Linked DNA regions of Zea mays: regions 2 and 3 are each linked to region 1. The links are chromatin contacts, called in public Hi-C maps. All regions are on one chromosome and are shown on one strand. Each heading gives the region's core, a stretch centred on a gene start, on an enhancer-like site or on the middle of the called end of the contact. The rest is flanking DNA. Distances are from core to core; before and after follow the strand shown. Region 1 holds the start of LOC118472974. Region 2 holds the start of LOC100501547 (putative protein kinase superfamily protein). Region 3 holds the start of LOC100278124.

Region 1 (4,149 bases), core at 624-3,123:
ATGGGATGCAAGATGCAACAGAGAAACTCAAGGCATCTCAGTCATGCCCATTTCTCATTTTATTACTTGATTTTCCCTCATTGTCCCCTGAGAGATTACTGATGACACGGTCTCTTCTCTGATTTGCAGGGGAGAGAACTTGGAGAAAATCTTGTTATCCAATTATGTTTTGGACCCTAGGAAAATCTTTGCACGAAAACGCTCCTCTGATCTCTCTGAAAGTAATCCCTTATCCATCACTGCCCTTGTGAATTAAATGATCCTGTTAGTTGCAAACACTTACTTTCTTGTTCTTTGCAGTTTGTCCTGCCCACATACCGCAACGTGGTTTCAGATGAGTTTCTTTCCTAGTTCGAAAATAGGTCCCAGATGAGCTTGCATTGACTGAACTCTTGGTTGTACGCTGCTGCCTTTCGTCAGGCAGTTTGTGTATAAGCTGGTTTCACTAGTTTCATATATGTAAGAACAACATTCTTGTACCGTTAGGCAACTGCGGCAACGATCGTACGTTGTTGTACATAGTTTCGATTAGTTCACCAAGGCTTTTGATTCGACGCACTCCGTGCAAGGAGATATAAGCTGTTGGTTGACAAGAGTATTTATCTTGTCTGAGCACTGTGCTCAAAGGAGCAGCCATGGTTGTTAAGGTGTTTCTGTGTAACATCATGTAATGCCATGATGGAGTAACTTGTACACATGGAAACGATAAAGATCGGCTATTTTTAACGCAAAGAAATGACGCATCGGATTGTTTAAACGATTTGGATCAATCATGCAAAGTTTTCTTTGAATAATGTGGCTGGACATTATGTACGAAGAAAAAGGAACGCGGATCAAATAGAGGCAAAGAACACGGAGCAACCATATGCCACGAGAATGTTGCGTAGAAGAATGGCACAGTATTTCCCCTGAAGTTAATTATGTCCGCGTGGTGTTCGTGCGGCCTGGGCTAGCCGGCTGGGACTGAGGAACGCAGCACGCAGAATATCTGGTGTCGGTTGCAAAACGAACATGAGACCTATAGTGACGGTTGAGTCCAGGTCGCGGCGCGTGCCGTAGGCATAGTCGGCGGCCGCATTGTGGCGAGCGGGTCGACGACGACGAAGCCTTTGAGGATGGCAAGTCGCACGTCGCTCGTCACAATGATCGCCGTGGAGCCCGGCGCCACGGACGCCTGAACTGGTGGGAGTAGAGGCAGAGACAGCGGTGCCCCTCCCCGTGTGCCGCTCCTTACTGCTGGCCTCGTGGAGCTTGTCTTGATCCTTCGCCCCGCCGGCGACTGTGCCACAGGTCCACCTGCAGCCGCAAGTATATTGCACATGAAACATCCGCATAACCCACGAGAAGAAGCTAGCTGCACTGCATGCGTTGCATGGCCCCCCGAGAGATCACGGTTCGGTGGCCTGTGGGCGATGACAGTGAGAGCAGAGAGCACACGGCCCTCGCAGAAGCGAGGCTTTTCCTCGCTGGTGCTGGGTTGTGCTCTCTCTCTTCTGTCATCGCTCCCGAGGTCCACTCGACCGCTCTCTCCATCCCTGCCCGGGCCCCCCCGCCGGCGTCGGCCCTCCCCCTTTGCCACGGACCCTGCACCGAGAGGAAAACCCAATAAGCCATCCATATCTGCCACGCCAGACGCCACACCATCGTGCATGCGATGGGACTATGGGAGGAGCGCCACTGCACCAGCAGATGGCCACACGCCTGAATCATCAGAGAAGTGTGGGTGGACGGAGGAGTTTGCTTAGCTTCGCCAGTTCGCCGGGAGGGAGAGAAACAGCGTGACCATGGACGACGAGACTCCGATGCTCGCCCGCCGCTGGCTTGTGGTGCGTGCTTGCGAGGAGACGGTGTGTGTGTGTGTGTGTGAGAGAGAGAGAGAGAGAGAGAGAGAGAGAGAGAGAGAGAGAGAGAGAGAGAGAGAGAGAGAGAGAGAGAGAGAGTGAGCAGTCCGTGAGGCGTGGCAGCGAAACGTCTGGGCTCAAGTAATAAAGCGAAACTCTCCGGGTGACCGGGGTGAGGCACGGCCTGCCTGCCTGCCTGCCGCTGCTGCCCTGCAGAACGTGGGAAGCGTGTTTACTCGGTGCGCGACTGCGCGCCGACCCGAAACGGCGCCGAGAACGTGGCCCTGCGTCCGCGCCGCGGCAGTGGCCATATCCGGCAGAGAGCGACGGGGGGACGCCGTACCGCGCGTTACGTCTGGCCGTTGTAAATTCAGTTGTTGTTGTGAGGGGGGGTCCGCGCGCGCGCGGGCGCGCGCGGCTGCGAATTAATCCGCCGCGGCGCGCGCTGGCCGCCCTCTGCCTGCAGGTGCAGCCAGGCGCTGCGGAAACGCTCGTGCACGTCGCGCTCGCGGCGCTGCTGGGCTAGCGTGCACGCAGCAGTCGCGCGCGCGGCCGGGCAGTGCGCAGGGGTGGATGGAGCCATGGAGGGAAGGTGCTGTAACTGCATCACCTTGGAAAGGAACCGTTGCAAGTGAGACGTTGTTTTTGATTTGGTTGTGCAAACACTGCCGAAACTCCCTCCTTCCTGACAACCAGAGTGGCGGCGGGCGCAATTTATGTGTTCACGGCAAAAAAAATTAGAAAGGCTTGCATAGATAATCAGGTTCAACTACATGCTTGCTTGGACAATCCAAATCTCGACATGCATGTCGCCAAGTCTCTACTCAGATCATCAGTGACGATCGATCAGTCGCTAACGTTGCCGTCCTTGACGGCATCGCGGCGCGGAGTGGCCATTTGCCACGTCCTTGATCTCCCGGAGAGCACCAGCCGCAGGCACCGCCTGTAGGTGGTGGCGTTTATCTGGGGCAGGTCCACGGACGTCGCCTTGTCAACCTCCGACGCGCGCACAGCATCAGGTGCATCTCCCCCTGCTCGCTGGCTCTAGTACGCGCCACGCCGTCGTGGACCCTGAACCGCTCCCCTCCGCCCCTGGCCAGCCTAGCCTTGACCACCAGCACGCCAATGGCCCAGAACGTTTTTGGCGAGGACCAGCCCGCGGGGAGGTCCCACACCCTCGCTTCGCCGTCGTCGTCCTCGGAGCACGACACCCGGTTTTTTCTTTCACCTGTTGGTCACGGCCACCGCGACGAGCGGCGTGGCGTTGGTGCAGCTGGCGGAGACGGGCTCGGGGACGGACAGCTCGCGGGCGGGCACCGGGGATCACCAATAAAGAAGGCGGATAGAACCAGCGCCCATGGCTGGGCAGACGTGGGGAGCTGCAAGCCTGCAACGAACGTGGTGCCGGTGCCGACGGCCACGGCGAGGCCGTTCCGCGGCGTGTTTGGCGACCGGGGAGTCGTCCACGACGTCGGCCGGTAGTGGGGCCCCGGCCGGCAGGATGAGCTCGTCACCGCCACCACCACGGCACCACCGCCCGCCACAGCTAGCGACAGCGCGCCCTACGCGGTGGTTCGCGACCCGGTCTTCGCCGGTGCAATGTGGCGGACTCGGGTCAACTGAAACAGGACGTGGTGATGTCACCGCATGGGCAGTTCTGTTGTTTCCTGGTGGCCTGGTGTCGGTGTGGTTGTGCAGCGTGCTGCCGCAACGACGTTTCGATTGAGCATGACACAGTGTAGGCTATAGGCTTACCGTTCACGAATTCACGTACTCGCCTCACATGCCCGGTGGTGTGGCTTATCTCTTCCGCGGTCGGCGCTCCTGCCGCCGCGTCTCATCCCACGCGCACAGATGTCAGATGAGATGAGGCCATGAGGGGTGTTTCGGAGCCAGTTCGGCCCAGCCCAGGCGCGACGAGAGGCCGACGCCCCTGTGAATCCGGCCTAGGAGGGGCCGGTCTGGGCTGAATTGGAACCCAGTCCTATTTTTTCTTCTCCCCTATATAGGATATTTTAGAAATTTTGTGTTTTAGCTTATATCTGAAATAGGCTTAATCTAGAACTCTTGTCATTCGTGGAGAATTCTTTGTGGTGCTTTTTGAGAGCACTTTTTAAGCAAGATTAGTGTGGCGATCTCGTTTCTCTTTCTTTGCATGTCTACCTTTCGATTCTAGATTAATTTGTTAATTCAGACCGCTACTTTTGATTTAGTTCATGTAGACCATTGCTAAGGTATCAAGTTAGCGATCTACAAAGTTTGACTAATTAATCTTTTGTGGTTCTTGGTTAACCACGAAGTTACAACT
Region 2 (4,149 bases), core at 690-3,189, 240 kb after region 1:
TAGGCCACCGGCGGCCGGCATTGGCATGCACGGTGATCGGACCCGCGATTCGCCGGTGATCGGACCTTTGTATCACTGATGACTGATGAGTGATGGCCCTGACCTAACACTGGAAAGATTCCACGGGACATGCCGAGTACACGATGTGCGTATATGTATCTGCCTGTCCAGCCAACCATGCATGCATGGACCACGTCAAATAGAACTGAATTAGTAGGCGGTCAGGAAGGGATTAGGCAGGATACAGTGGCGGATATATATAGAGAGAGAGAGAGAGACCGGGGATAAAGGTGGACGAAAAGAGATGGCCGTATGTCCTGGAGTGTCGCCGTAGTGCTGGCCGATTGGCAGGTTTCAGGTTGCTGTCTGCTCGCAGGGGCCATCATCGACTGCCATGCTCCCAAGGACGACAGCGATGGAGTTATGGGGGACGTCATTGATGCATCTTCGGGGTTACTATTTGAGATCCTCGATTCGTTGCAACTGGATCATCTCTTTCTCTTTCTTCTTCTCCGAGTAGCGAGCCAACCAAATCAGCACTGATTGGGCTGATTAAATAATTAAGGGTTTGTTTGGTTCAACTTTGAATTTCAGAAAATCTAATTTTAGTCGTGAGATGTGAGAAAGCTATTGTGAACTAATAATTATAAAAAAAACTAAAACTTGTTTAGCTGAAACAACTATCAACTATATATTCTAAAAGAGCATGTCAACTTATACCATGGATGTTAAGAATAATCTAGAAAATATAGGGTAGAAAATCTATTTCGTTTCACTGTGGCAGTGTTGTAAAGAATGTTGTGAAATTCTCATTGAGAATAGCCTTAAGGGAACGTTGGTTCGGTTTTTCAAATACAAAAGACACTAAAGAGACTCAGTGATATAACTCTGACTCTCTAGATCATAAATATAGTTAATAGATAGATACGTATGGATAGTTATGTAAAGATAGACTCTTATCTTATATTTTTTCCATCTAATAACTCTTTTTTAAACAGGAGTAGTAATTTCTAACGGAGAGATTACACCGAAGTTGTTCTATTCTATCCGAGCGAGAAGAAAAGCCTCGATCACGGCGGCTATGATTTCGGTCTCGTGGTTGTAATGTAGCCTCAGTGCTAGCCCAGCTCAAGTCAAGACCGGCGCCGAGCCGCAAAATCAAGGGCGTCCGGTTTAATAATCACCCAACTCCATATTTCGAGGTGTAATTCCAAGGCTGCTTTTGTGCATCCGAGATGAGCTAGCGGTAATGGACGAGGTGTGGCCATTTTTATTCCTCCCCATTGCCGAAACTGCTGGCCATGGACTGTGCTGCAGTCTGCAGCAGTCCAGCCAGTTGCGTGATTATTATCCGCAGTGAAACGAAGTGGCGAACACAAAAGAATTCCAATCTTGATGAGCGAAGACTACCGACGACGATAGCCGCAGCAGCAGCCGCAGCCGGCCAGCCGCTATGCCAAATGACTGAAACGCAGTCTCTCTCAGATGTTGCTCCCAGCAAGGAAATCAAAACAAAAACTCTGCTCATAAATCTCACAAAATCTTGAGAGATACGCACAGGACGTCAGGACTCAGGACTACTACCGGTTACTCGTCGAGAGTCGAGAGGACTGAAAATGTTCCCACGTTACAATTTAGTACAAACAAGGTTTAAATTTGTACGTATTTGGCAGCGTAGGGACTGTTTGCGCCGCGACCCTCGGGCAACGCGAGAGACCCACCCCTGCACCGCTGCACGGCTGCACGCTGCGCCCAGGCCCCAGGGCCGCCGCGGTTCCCCAAGCGCATCACCATTAGATTAGCGAGGAGGAGTAACCGCTTTGTTGAACCACTCGAAAAGCGCATCCTTTTACCACCAACCTTTGCCTTTGACCCGTCCCACCCTCCCGCACCCTTTGTCTCCTCTGCACTTCGCCTCGCCGCCTGAATCCCCCCACAAGCACCCCCACACCAATCACTGGAGGCGGAGGGAGGGAGGGCTCTCACTCACTCTCGGTCCCAGTAGCCGCCCGCAATGCAGCTCTGGTCCGCGTCGCGCCGTCGCCATGGCTCAGTCATGTGAGTCTCCTACAGGCACAGGAGGCGCCATCTCTCACCTCTCCGCAGTCAGCATCGGCAGTGCCATGGCCGCTCCTCGGTCCTACTAGCAAAGGTACCTCTCCATCCTCCTCCAGTCCTCCACCGCTCGCCGGCTGACTGGTCGAATGACCGCCGGCTGACTGACTGACTGATTGATTCGGGTGTCATTTTCCCCAGGTGGGGATGACCATTCCTGATCTGTTGCTTGCTTTAATGCCTCCCTCCCCATCACTTTCCAGATCCAGCCCACCTCTTCCCTTCCTCCTCCTCCTCCTCCTCCTCCTCCCCCGCGTCTTTATAAATCTCCCGCTGCCGCATTCACTGGCCACCGGAGTTAGTGCCCCCATGTCCTGACGCGGACGCGCGGGGAGCACACCACATGCCGACGTGCTGTGCTGTTGCCTCATATGATTTCGGTGTGCTCCATCATACCTGCCTCTCTTCTTTTTTTTTTCCCGGTGGGGAGAAAAGCGGGGGCAGCGAGTTGTGCGCCTTGTGAGCTTGCAGCTGTTCCAGGTTGCAATGCCTGTGCTGCTCGTGCTTTAGTCTAGGCTGCCCCCTTTTTCTTCCCGTTCGCTTTGGGAACATAAAAGATTTTTTCTCCCTTTCTTTGCTAATCTCTCTGGCGCTGGCCCACTTCGCCCCCCTATTTTTGTGGGGAATGCCGGGGTGGGGGCTTGTGATTTTTGAGCCCTCGTTCTAGTGCTTGGCCTTTTGGGGAGTGTTGATGCGGCGTTATGGGGCGATGGATCTGTTGTGAAACGCGAGCTCGTAGCACTAGCACTAGCTTGTCCGGGACCGGGAGCCTGCGAGGTAATTTCTTGGCCATGGATCCTGAAAAGGCCCCTCTTCTCTCTCTCTCTCTCTCTTCCACACACACACAGGTATCCGCCGCCGTGTGTTTGCTGTGCTCGTTTTCTGTCTGTCTTGATCGTTGTGGATTAGTTCTTTCGTTTTTTTTTTGTTGAATTGCTCACTCTGCAGCCTGTTTTTCTTGCAGAACCTTTTGTAGTTCTATTGCTAACGTGGCCAATTGATCTTTCAGATCAGGAGCTGGGGATTGCCCTGCCACTCTGCTGAAAGTTTTGGAGAAGTTGTGGTGTTTCCCTGCCTATTAGAGTCTGCGCTTCTGTGTTCCTGATCAACTGCTACTACGCGATTGTTGTCTTCTCAATCTGTCTGGCCAAGCATGGCTGGCCAGACGTCAAAGGCAAAGGAAGCAGGAAAAGATGACAGAGAAGAACCCGGAGCTGAGGCGGCGAAAGAGAAGTTAGTGCCGTCTCACCAGCAGCAAGAGTCTCCAGCTTCTGTGGTGGACAAGGATTCTTCAGGTGTGTCTTCAGTTCCTGGTGATGAGTCACCGGTCCTAGAAGGGGATTCTGTTGAGTTGAAAGTGGAGGAAAACTTGGATGGTAATGGGAATAAGGAAAATAAAACGTCCCAGAAGAGCAGTACAAGTGATGGCTTTGCTTCTGCTAAAGTGAGTGATGGGACAAGTAGTTTGAGGAAGACCAGTGGTAGTGTGGCCATGAGTACTCGGGCTGATTTCACTGAGAGTGGGAAGAGCAGCATGTGCCGTGCGAGCACCGCCAGTGACATTAGCGATGAGAGCTCCTGCAGCAGCATGAGCAGTGCCACCACGAAGCCACACAAGGGGAATGATTCAAGGTGGGAGGCTATCCATGTGGTGAAGTCCAGGGATAAAGTTCTTGGACTGAATCATTTCAGGCTGCTTAAGAAGTTGGGCTCTGGTGATATAGGAAGTGTGTACCTATCTGAATTGAGTGGTACACGGAGTTACTTTGCCATGAAGGTTATGGATAAGACTTCTTTGGCAAGTCGGAAGAAGCTGCTTCGAGCTCAGACCGAGCGGGAGATCCTGCAGTCCCTGGACCATCCATTTCTACCAACCCTGTATACTCACTTTGAGACAGATAAGTTTTCATGCTTGGTTATGGAATTCTGCCCTGGAGGGGACCTTCACACTCTTCGCCAAAGGCAGCCTGGAAAATATTTTTCAGAGCAAGCAGCAAAGTATGTACTCCTGCAAATGATAAGTTCAATATCTTG
Region 3 (4,149 bases), core at 824-3,323, 180 kb before region 1:
GATGTACACAGACCATCACAAGAAGTATATGAAGAACAAGAAGAAAATGGAGATGGGGAAGACCTTTTGAATTCTAGTACCCCTAGTAGCAGAGGAAAGAGGAGCTTTACCAGTACAGCACGTAGTCCACCTAAAAAAAGCAAAAGTCCTATGGTAAAGATGTTTAAAGGACTAATCAATGAAATGCAGCTATCAAGGAATGCAGACACTGATGTTTTTAACCAACTAAAAACTATCCAAGAAAACAAAAGTTTAGAAGCCATTGATCAGTTCAATTCTTGTCTAGACTTGGCAGTAGAATCTGGAGCTGACAAGGAGTCAGATGAGTACTTTGTGACAAGGAATCAGGTTACCCAAACCGTAAAGGTTACCTTGCTCCTTACAAAGGTACAAAATACCATCTGCCAGAATTCCGAAATGGTCCGATGCCAGGCGGTAAAAAGGAGAATTTCAATTACGCACATTCTTCTCTTAGAAATGTTATTGAGAGGTCATTTGGTGTGTTGAAAATGAAATGGAGGATTCTATTGAATCTCCCTAGTTATCCAATGCCAAAACAAAGCAAAATAATTATGGGATGCATGGCACTTCATAATTTTATTAGAGAGAGTTATCTGGGAGACAAGGACTTTGATTTGTGTGACCATGATGAGAATTATGTTCCTGAAATTGGTGAGTCATCTACTGCCGGTGCAATTAGTCAAGACGTCGTTTCAGTTCAAGGTGAAGACGACTACAATATGAATGAATTTCGAGAATGGATATGTGATGGTTTGTTTAGTAGAATGTAAAATGCATTGTGTGTAATAAATTTGTGTATCGTTCTGGACTGTTCTATTATTTGAAACTCATTTGTGGCAGCTTCTCAGTTTGGCATTTGGAATATTTGAAATATATTTAAAATATATTTGTGGTTTGTTCATATTGGATGCAATGAAACGAGAGAGATCTTGTAATTTTTGCTTCTGTTGTGCAAGCAGTTGCAGTTTCCTTTTGGTGGCATTTGATTTATAATATATTTCACAGTCGCATTTGTAAACAGTCGTATTTGAAATATATTTCAGTTCACAGGTGTTTGTATTTCAGTTTCAAATATATTTCAGTTTCAAATATATGCTCAGCAGCACAGTTCAGTTCAGCAACACAGTTTCAGCTCAGCGCACAGTCTTATTTGCAAGCAGCAGGGGCAGGGGCAAGAGTGAGGGCATTTTGGTATTTGTATACTGCTTTAACTGTGTTTAGCTCATGTTTAGTCTCTAGAACCAAACAGGGTAGGGACTAAAGATTAGTCTCTTGACTAAACTTTAGTCCTAGGACTAATAAAACCAAACAGCGCCTAAGGCCCTTTTTGCTAGGTTCTTTCAAGGGCTCTGTCAGCAGCTCCTCCACATAATCTATTAGGACATGTACAGTGGTAGTATTTAATATATAGAGACTTTTGAAGTGTTTAAAGTGGTATTTGCAAAAAAAAAATCGTGGTGTTGTCTCTCTATAAAGAGATGTCTCTGGCTCGTAACCCAAATAGCAACAGAAGTATTATTTATAATTGTACGAATTCGTCTTCTGTTCTGTCGATCTGATGTTGTATGAAAGCATTTAATTCTGTATTTATTAATTCACTATTTTTATATACACTCTATTGTATAATAAAGTCTTTTAATTGTCTTTTATGTTTGAAGAACTATTTTAGTGTCTCTCCATTATATATGTCTGGTAGGCTTTTTTATTGACTTCTCCATAAAAATAGGAAGAAGATGTGCCTAGAAACTAAGCGAAGCCGAAAGCCTAAAAAGATGCTTTTTCGGTTCTTCATGTCATTCCCTCTGCTATAAAAATAGGAGTTATGTTTATAATAAAATAGGGTGATCCTTTAAAAGCTCTTTTTGAACATAAGAAAATATTTATTTAGAAGAGCTAGAACAGAGCTGAAGCTCATGATACAAGAGCCCTGTTGTGAGTGCTACGTAGCATGTGTAGATGGACTAGGACTATTTGTGGCGGTACCAAACGAGCAAAACCCCAGAGGTAGGAGCACGAGTCATGAAGTAGCACTGTCGCATCAGGCCGACAGCCGTTCGTACAACCTAAAAGAAGGGAAGCAGAGCAATGCCAACGCGGCGGGGGCGGACCAGGAAGGGCGAACGCCGGATCGACGCGGCCATCGACCACTTCGTCGTCATGGGCTACGACGCACGCGACATTAGCGCCGTCGTTGCTGATCTCCTCAAGGTGATTTTCGATTACGTCCTCTCCCTTCTTAGTTCTTTTTTCCTGCAAGCAGCATCGTTGGGCTATGGCGGCGTTGTAGGGTTTTGGTTTCCTGTTTCTCCGCGGATCGATTGGGGGTCCGAAATCTGCTGCTTTTTTTTGTGCCTTGGACAGCCAGTTCCAAGGCGTTCTCTTGTGTTTGCGGCGATCGGCGCTTCAATTCGAGTGTGAATGAATGAATGCGCTAGCTGATCGATCAATTGTGGTTTTTCCACTGCTATGGCTGTAGGTGTACGGGGGCCCTGATGCGTGGCCCTTACTGGAGGAAGGCTCCTACGAGGTTGTGCAAAACAGGCTCTTCGAGATTGAGGACGAGGAGAAGCAGAAGCAGGACCAGCAGCTGCTGCTGGAGCACCACGACCAGCAGCTGCTGCTGGAGCACCACGACCACCAGCTGCTGCTGGAGCACCACGACCAGCAGCAGCTTGATTGCCAGCAAGTGGAGGATGAGCGTCCTCAGGTTGGGTGATTCCTCATTTCTTTTTGTGGTCTCTCTCAGTAACCACGTGGTCTCTCCTTATCGAAAGACCCATGCATGGTTTGCCCAACATGTCTACTAAAGACCCATCATCATCCATGGTTTCTCAGTTTGACCTCACTGCTGCAAGGCCACCTAGTTTCAATTGTGAATACGTGGAGATTGACATCTGAAAATCTGAATCTTCCTGCAAACCAAGACACATCTTTTGTCCGTTAGCATTCATGCCCTGACGTCTCATTGTATCCGCTGTTATCACTTCGTTGGTACCGGTCCAAGTCCCACCTAACCAATGTTAAGCGGGGGACTTCTGATAATATCATTTTTCTCAACACCTCACAGGACACCTGTGTATTTCCATGTTGAAAAGAAGGTGGCCTCAACTACCAATTAGTTCGTTAGTTGGTTCAACCCAGCTAAAATCAGCTACTAGTTAGCCAGCTAATTCCACTAGCAATTTTTTAGCCAGCTAACTATTAGCTCTATTGCATTGAAACAGGCCCTAAGTAAAATATACTGACATCTTGCACATACTCCTAAGTGGTGCAAGCAACCTGCTTCACCTATTCTTCCACTGCAAGGCTTCTAACTGAGATCGTGCCACATTTTTTGGACAAACTATTCTGCTCTTTATCTCTTTCCAATTGCGTAAAACCATCATTGTATCAATAAGTTTGGTGGGTAGTTCTGAAAAAACTGGTTTCACCACCAAGTAACTTCGAGTTGGTATTAATTTTTGTTTCAACCCAACATTCTTACTTAGTTACTTGTTACTTCTGTATGTGTCCATGAACATTTCAATGCCTAAGCATGCAACGTGAACCAGTGTAAATGAAAAGTTTTATATTATGCTAAAGTAAATATAGTTGTCATTTTGTGTTTGTACAATAATCTATCTTGGATATTTCCATGACTTTTGGTATCACTATTGCCATTAAGTCCATTACGCTACAGTGATGATGTCAAATTTGATGCTGGCACAATGCAGCAAACTGAAAGTTAACCAACTGCCAGTCTGTTGTTTCTTCTAATTGTAGACCTTTCGGTGGATATTCATTAATTTATGATTATGGTTTCTGTTGTCATCCAATCGACAAATGCTTATGCATGTTGTGGAATTCTCAAATAGGATGATACAAATTTCAACACTGGTAGAATGCAGAAAACTAAAAAAGAACGAACAAACTGCCATGCCATAATACGGCATTTTATTCTAAGCAGAAACTCTGAGTCATAATATATGCATGTTGTGAAATTACTAGCGGGCTCAATTCAATATGTTTTGTACATTTGTAGCACCAAGAACCAGCAGCAGACGAGGGAGTGGAAGTCCCTATGTTCATTGAACCACAAGATAACATATCAATTTCAAAGGTACCAGCAGAGACTAAGTCAGCAGATGA

What was found. Hi-C and Micro-C count contacts between places; a contact is called where the count stands out from the background.
Region 2: a contact with region 1 is called in a Hi-C map of seedling, with 10 times the contacts expected there. The contact joins the promoter of LOC100501547 here to the promoter of LOC118472974 in region 1. A contact is called at or near these places in 3 of 25 Hi-C or Micro-C datasets (endosperm, seedling and tassel).
Region 3: a contact with region 1 is called in a Hi-C map of tassel, with 3 times the contacts expected there. The contact joins the promoter of LOC100278124 here to the promoter of LOC118472974 in region 1. A contact is called at or near these places in 4 of 25 Hi-C or Micro-C datasets (ear, leaf, tassel and 1 more).

Annotation. Positions count from the first base shown.
Region 1 is chr7:135,972,393-135,976,541 of Zm-B73-REFERENCE-NAM-5.0, forward strand. It overlaps LOC118472974, which reads right to left and starts at 1,874. Exons shown (of 1, transcript XM_035961037.1): 1 at 761-1,874. The coding sequence starts at 1,651. The coding sequence ends at 1,019. It overlaps LOC103632907, which reads left to right. Exons shown (of 9, transcript XM_008654621.3): 8 at 130-221; 9 at 301-770. The coding sequence ends at 338. MIR156j (microRNA MIR156j) reads right to left here and starts at 1,519; the gene lies at 1,395-1,519.
Region 2 is chr7:136,209,203-136,213,351 of Zm-B73-REFERENCE-NAM-5.0, forward strand. LOC100501547 (putative protein kinase superfamily protein) reads left to right here and starts at 1,940. Exons shown (of 3, transcript NM_001196243.2): 1 at 1,940-2,152; 2 at 3,125-4,113. The coding sequence starts at 3,269.
Region 3 is chr7:135,794,211-135,798,359 of Zm-B73-REFERENCE-NAM-5.0, forward strand. It overlaps LOC100278124, which reads left to right and starts at 2,074. Exons shown (of 4, transcript NM_001151503.2): 1 at 2,074-2,229; 2 at 2,498-2,728; 3 at 4,043-4,149. The coding sequence starts at 2,107. LOC103632906 reads left to right here. Exons shown (of 4, transcript XM_008654620.3): 3 at 1-348; 4 at 1,104-1,202. The coding sequence ends at 1,202.